Regions from separate parts of the Zea mays genome. Here region 1 is linked to region 2. The links are chromatin contacts, called in public Hi-C maps. All regions are on one chromosome and are shown on one strand. Each heading gives the region's core, a stretch centred on a gene start, on an enhancer-like site or on the middle of the called end of the contact. The rest is flanking DNA. Distances are from core to core; before and after follow the strand shown.

Evidence for each region. A called contact is a pair of places that touch in the nucleus more often than the background predicts.
Region 1: a contact with region 2 is called in a Hi-C map of leaf, with 1.8 times the contacts expected there. The contact joins the promoter of LOC103654631 here to the promoter of LOC100283810 in region 2. A contact is called at or near these places in 7 of 25 Hi-C or Micro-C datasets (ear, leaf, tassel and 1 more).

The regions. Positions count from the first base shown.
Region 1 is chr4:220,951,430-220,954,395 of Zm-B73-REFERENCE-NAM-5.0, forward strand. It overlaps LOC103654631 (autophagy-related protein 13b), which reads right to left and starts at 1,548. Exons shown (of 4, transcript XM_008681474.3): 1 at 1,340-1,548; 2 at 1-1,125. The coding sequence starts at 996.
Region 2 is chr4:220,759,310-220,762,464 of Zm-B73-REFERENCE-NAM-5.0, forward strand. It overlaps LOC100283810 (ATPP2-B12), which reads left to right and starts at 1,390. Exons shown (of 3, transcript NM_001156708.1): 1 at 1,390-1,719; 2 at 1,808-1,926. The coding sequence starts at 1,462. It overlaps LOC100275648, which reads right to left and starts at 318. Exons shown (of 5, transcript NM_001353763.1): 1 at 1-318. The coding sequence starts at 268.

The DNA of each region.
Region 1 (2,966 bases), core at 298-2,797, 190 kb after region 2:
TGTATTTCTCTCCTTCCCAGATGATGGTGTGTTATGTGGATGTGAGTATGCTGTTGGAGAATTATCAGTAGGCATACGTGGCTGTAGGCATCCATGGGGTTCTGAACTCATAGGAAATGGTGATGCCGACTGTCTAACTCCATGCTCAGTGCTCCAACTGTGCCTCCTGGTCATTGGAAAACATCCAGGTGCAATGCCATCTGAAGGTAGGGAATCAAGCTTCCTAAGAAAATCTGTTGTGGGGCTTCCAACATAATCCTTTATAAGCTCTGGTGGCATCGGTGAGGATTGCTCTGGTACTGCAGCCAAGTCCAGCACTGGCACATACGAAACTGACAAGCTTAAGGAACCAAACAGAGTTTCAATCGGAGCAAATGCATAGTGTTTCATCTCTGCGTCCTCTGCGCGGGTGAATGGCTCAACAAATGATGAAATCTTGTGTGAGAGGTTCAAGGGACAGATCCTTCCAGATGAATTGAGCTCCTGAAAAAGATGGTATGCTGGCAAGAGCCTGACAACCAGATATAATGACCGGAATAACACTGTTGACCCACTGTATGCCCTCCTGTACAAGCTATGATCCTGAGAAGAGCCGCTTCTAGCTTTCTTGCCACTGTTCTTGATAATATTTCCAGATCTGCTAGTTTCATACTTTATTATCCACCTCTCAATGATCCTGCTGGCCCCGACACTGGTGGTTTTGGTATTGTCACGTTGAAGGAGGACAATGTCAATGACCAGAGGCTCAAGGTTGCTCTGTCTCCATAGGTCAAAATTCTCAAGTGCGGCAGGGCAGTCCCGGAGAGCAAGATTGAACCACCGGTCACGCGGCTGGCTGCCAGCCAGTGGTGACGACGGTGGGGAGGGTCGTATGAAGTTCCGCGATGAGTCGTAGGGTGAGCGCGACTCCAGGATGATGTGGAGGCTCTTGGCAAAGAATTCAGTGATCACTTGCTCCACAATTGGTGGTTCCGACACGCCGGCAGCCACAGCCATGGTTGTGTGGCTGCTCGGACTTAAACTCAAGGGTTCAATTGAAGACCCAAAACTTCTGAAAAGCGAACTGCGGCAGCACCATGGCTAAATGGATCTTGCTCCGTAACCGTAAAGAACAACCTAATCGGGCTGCAAGTGGATGGATGAACTGAATCAGTACGACACCAGACAGCAGGGGCGGACCCAATAAAGAGCATGAACCGGTGAGTAGGCATAATACATGTATACAGTAGTGATTAGATCAGATCCGCAAACAAATAGCCACACAGCTCAAGTTAGGGTTCGGTGTTCAATATTGCACAGCATAAAGGAAAGGAAAAGGAAGAGAGGGACGGGGACGAACCTGGTGTGCTGGGTTCTTGTGGCGGGCAAAGGGCCCGACGAAGACCTGGGCGGCGGCGGCCGCCCTAATGATCGCGCACGCGCACGCCAGGTGTAGTGAAGAAGAGAAACAGAAAACAGGTGGGGATGTTCCTTATTCTCTGCTCGTGCTACTGGGCCGATTCCTCTTTATCTTTTTCTGCAGGTGCACGTGCGTAGCTACGCTCGTTCATCAGAGAAAGCGGTCCAACTGGAGGAAGAACATTATTCTTTCTCCGTTACTTTTCTTTATTTTTCTTTCTTCTACCAAGACACTTGGTTCTTTTTTTCCTTAACATTTTTTAATTTTTATCCCAACTGTTTCATTATTATAACTTTTCATTAATAATTATCTCTGCTTTTTAAATTCACTAGTAAAGACTTTTCTCTTCTTCCGTCACTAACCTATTGTAAACTGCTGGTTTTTGAACTTTATATTCTGGTTTGTTCTTATAATCTTTTTTATTTCAGAAAAATGTACCATGAGTATTTTTGTCCAAAATTTGTGGCATTTTTATGGTGATGGTAGAACAAATTTTCTCATTGTGCTGGAATAAATTTATCCTAAAATACATTATTTTGGCTATGAAGCTTAGAAATTTTCTTATGAGGCTACAATGGATCCTGTAACACTCCGTCCACTTTCGGACCGGCGCTACTTACTCCTAACAGCTCTTTAAGATCACATATTGTCTCCACAGACCAACAAGGGTATTTTGGACGTAATTTGTCCTCACTCATCCACACCCAAGAAAACTTCTCGTTCGGTCACTTATTCCAAATTGTTCCAAGTCAAGCACGCTTAATTTGGAGGTTCTTTCGATATAGGCTTCCGAAAAATAAGATGCACCACATTGATATGAGTACTCTATTAATTCTATCAAGCCTTGGGTCAGGATATCACCATCCCCTGGGGCCAGGATATCACAATCCACCCCCCCTCCTTAGAAGACCGACGTGCTCACGGTCATGAGCGGCTCGAACACTCACATCAGTAAATTATGGAATTAAACTTAATCTGTCATTTGCATTGCATTGTGAGATTTATTATTAATTGTGATCATTTATTTAATTGGGTTGGTATACACTTATACTTAGTAAATGCTAATAAAACTTTGACCAACTTTAAAAGCAATGCTCAGCTTTAACCATCTTCGTTGGTAGGACTTACACTTCACATGAGCCCCCACCATAAGTGAGATCATGCACATTATTCCTCACAACTTGTTGAGCGATGAACGTATGTGAGCTCATCCTTGATGTACTCACACCCCCCCCCCCACACAGGTCAAGGATACATACCGCCAAGATGAGGAGCATGAAAGATGTTGCAATGAGTTCGTGAGAAGTCTAGGTCGTCGTCTCCCAGTCAACTATGGTTGCTGAGGATCGTTGTCTTCATATGATGTAATTATTTAGCTATTTTGTATAGAACTCCTATTATATAGTAAAGATGTGACGTTCGTTTTTGTACCATGATTCATCATATGTGTGAGACTTGACCCTAGCACACATTTGATTCGCGCCCTGGTTTGCCCTTAAATTCGGGTGTGATAGATCCCTAGTGAAGCTAGAAGATTTTCTTCATGAGGCTAGAACATGTTTTATAC
Region 2 (3,155 bases), core at 140-2,639:
ACTCATCAAACATATCAGAGATATCATAGGCTGCCCTCTTGAGCCGTTTGAGCCACAGCCGCGCGGTCTCGTCGTTGATAGACCGCTGCTCTGCTTCCGCCATGGTTGCCTTGATGGACTCGAGCGTCATTTTCATCTCGTCGAGGTCCTCCCTGAAGCTCCGGATCATCTTTGCCGGACCTTTGACGGGAGCCTGGAGCAGCGCAGGCAGCCTGCGAACAACTTCCTTAATGACGGCCGAGGCCAGCATCTCCCCTACATGCACCATGGCTGCGGCTGCTCTGCTCTGCTCTGCCCTGCCCCCCTCCAGTAGTGTGCGAGTGCGAGCGAAGGAGGGCGGGAATTAAAAAGGAATTATTGGATCAGCAGATGGCCAGTCATATCCATTTTGTCAAAACAGCGAAAGATCACCTACTGCCAAGTTGATTGGGGAGACAACTTGGTCACAGGACCGCCAGACACAAGAAAAAGCAGCGGCCTCAATTAATTGTAAGGAGGTTGAAGAAAAATTGGATCGTCCGCATCCATCTAAGCGCTTCTTTGGAACGACAGGCAAAAAAAAAACGTACGATTCAAGAAATTTTTCTTTGTTCTAAAGGCGGCCTAAGTTTGTACAGTAAATTCAGCTTGAATAGAAATAACAAATACTATATTTCAACAACTTCTTGAAGAAAATCGAAATCAAAGTTTATTATTGTTTCTCCGTTGGTTCCTTGTGAAGATATATATCAAACTTCTTCTATTCTCTACCAGTTAACCCAGTACATATATTTAAAACTCAGTACATATATTTAAAACTCTTCAAGTTATCCTAGCATGGTAAGGGCACTTACAAAGTTACAATGATGTTTAATATAGATGGCTCTTGAGGTGTCTAAAAGGGTAAAAAAATCGTGGAGCTATCTCTCCGTGAAGAGACGTCTGACTCGTAACCCAAATCGTAACAGACGCCTTCACTTGCTTTTGTTACGAATTCCTCGTCTTCTCTATCGATCCGATACTCTAAGACACATTCATTTATACATTTATTAATAGACTATATTTATAAACACTCTATTGTATAATAAAGTCTCTCAATTGTCTCTAGTGCTTGAAAATCCGTTTTGGTGTCTCTCCATTGTACATGCCCTAACAATAAAAAAAATGGTGTCTAATAATTATTTCATTACGTTCACAAAAGCAACATTTGTAACTCCCATATCAATTACAAAGCAATCTTTAGCTTCCATATATAAAATTACTAGTAATGGCATAAGTATTTCTGTTTATGAGACATCGGTGCATAAATTTACAGTAAAATTGTGTCATGTCTACACAAGTGTCTTCTCCCACCAACCACCCACCAAGTCTCTCCTGAAAAGGCCTGGTGAGAGCAAAACTCTTCCACCCACCAAGTCTCTCCTGTCCTGTCCAAGTAATAAAGCACCGAAACCGGCCGCCGACGACCAAGACCTGCAACCGATGGAAGGCATTCAGCAGCTGCCAGCGGACGTCCTCGTGTCGGTGATCTCCCGCGCCGCCGCGGGGCCGAGGGATGCCTGCATCGCCGCCACGGTGTCGCCGGCGTTCCGCGCCGCGGCCGACTCCGACACCGTGTGGTCACGCTTCCTCCCGGCTGACCTCGCCCCGCTCGTCTACCCGACGCCTCCGCCAAGATCCAAGAAGGAGCTCTTCCTTCGCCTCTCTGAAACCCATGCCCTCGTTGAAGATGGCCTCATGGTAGGTTGTGCTGACTCATATATCAGAAACAAACAAACATAAAAGAGGAGAAAGAGAGAGAGGCTGAGCAAGTGAGTCTGATTCGCAGAGCGCGTGGCTGGACAGGGAGACCGGCGCCAAGTCCTATATGATTGCGGCCAGGGCTATGGCTATTATCTGGGTCGACACGCCGGACTACTGGCGCTGGATAGTGCGCGAAGACTCAAGGTTTGCTTATGTCCGGCATCTATAGTTTAATGCTTCTAAGTTGTTCTACCGAGCAAAGCAATTTCGAGGTCTCGAGGAACCTAGCCAGAGTACACGTAGATCGACATGCATAATCACGGACGGCGACACAACACCACTTCAAGCTAGTTTAAGAGCTACAAAACCGAATAGATTGGATGGGTTAAAATTCAATTCTTATTAAATTTTAAATAAAAAAAGGATTTTAGTACCTCTTATCCTCTCTAGTTTTTTAGACTCTCAAACTAGTACGATGTGTCTACTCTAGCACACATCTAGGTATATTAGAGAATTTCTCTCACATTATTGCTTTTGCAGTACTTTGGATACCCACGGCATATTTGTTTAATTTTTCCGGGTGAAATTAAATTTCAGAGAAAACGTGAACACGAACCAGCAGCAACGACTTATAACTCCTCTATGTCGCTTTCCATTAAACAAAGCATGTTTATTAGGCAATCAACCAAATTAATATTAAATTTATTTTTACAAACATGAACGATGTAAAACGATTCCTCTAGCGTGTAATTTAGGTCACGACGGACGCAATGCAAAATAGAATAGGTCCAAATGGAGCTATAACGAAGAAGATACGATAAAAAGAACATTATAGCGAAACTATCTGGCTGCATGCCTGCACACCGGTATCGATCGAGTGGCGAAGGTGCTCGACGACGAAGGATGGCAGGCGATGGAGAAGGGGTTGCCGGCGTGCGTCGCACAGGTGACACTGACGACAAGACGATGTTGGGTTCGCACGTGAAGCTTCGCCATGAGCTTGCACTCCTCCGGATGTGTTCATCTACAACGGAGGGGGCGTAAGAGATCCGGGACGGCGACGGCGGCGAACCAGCTTGGGTGGCGAACGACGCAGGAGCTCAAGGATAAGGATCAGTGGGGAGGTTCGTGTCTTCGCGTGCGATAGTCCTCCCGGGTGCAAACCTTGGCGACAGAGAGGCATGGGTTGCGCGGTTCATCGGAGGTGGGTTCAAGCTCGCCAGCAGCGGCATTCGCGGAGAGCTTCACGGGTAAGCTTGATTACGGGGTGGAGTTATTAACAATTCTTGTGGTTCATCATTATCAACTTAGATTAGTTTATACCAACTAGGCATGCAGTTCATCAACATGATAAACAGTTCATCTTCATCTATAGCTAAACTAAGCAGTTAATTAGTAACATGGATAATGATAAATCCTAAAAAGAGTAAAAT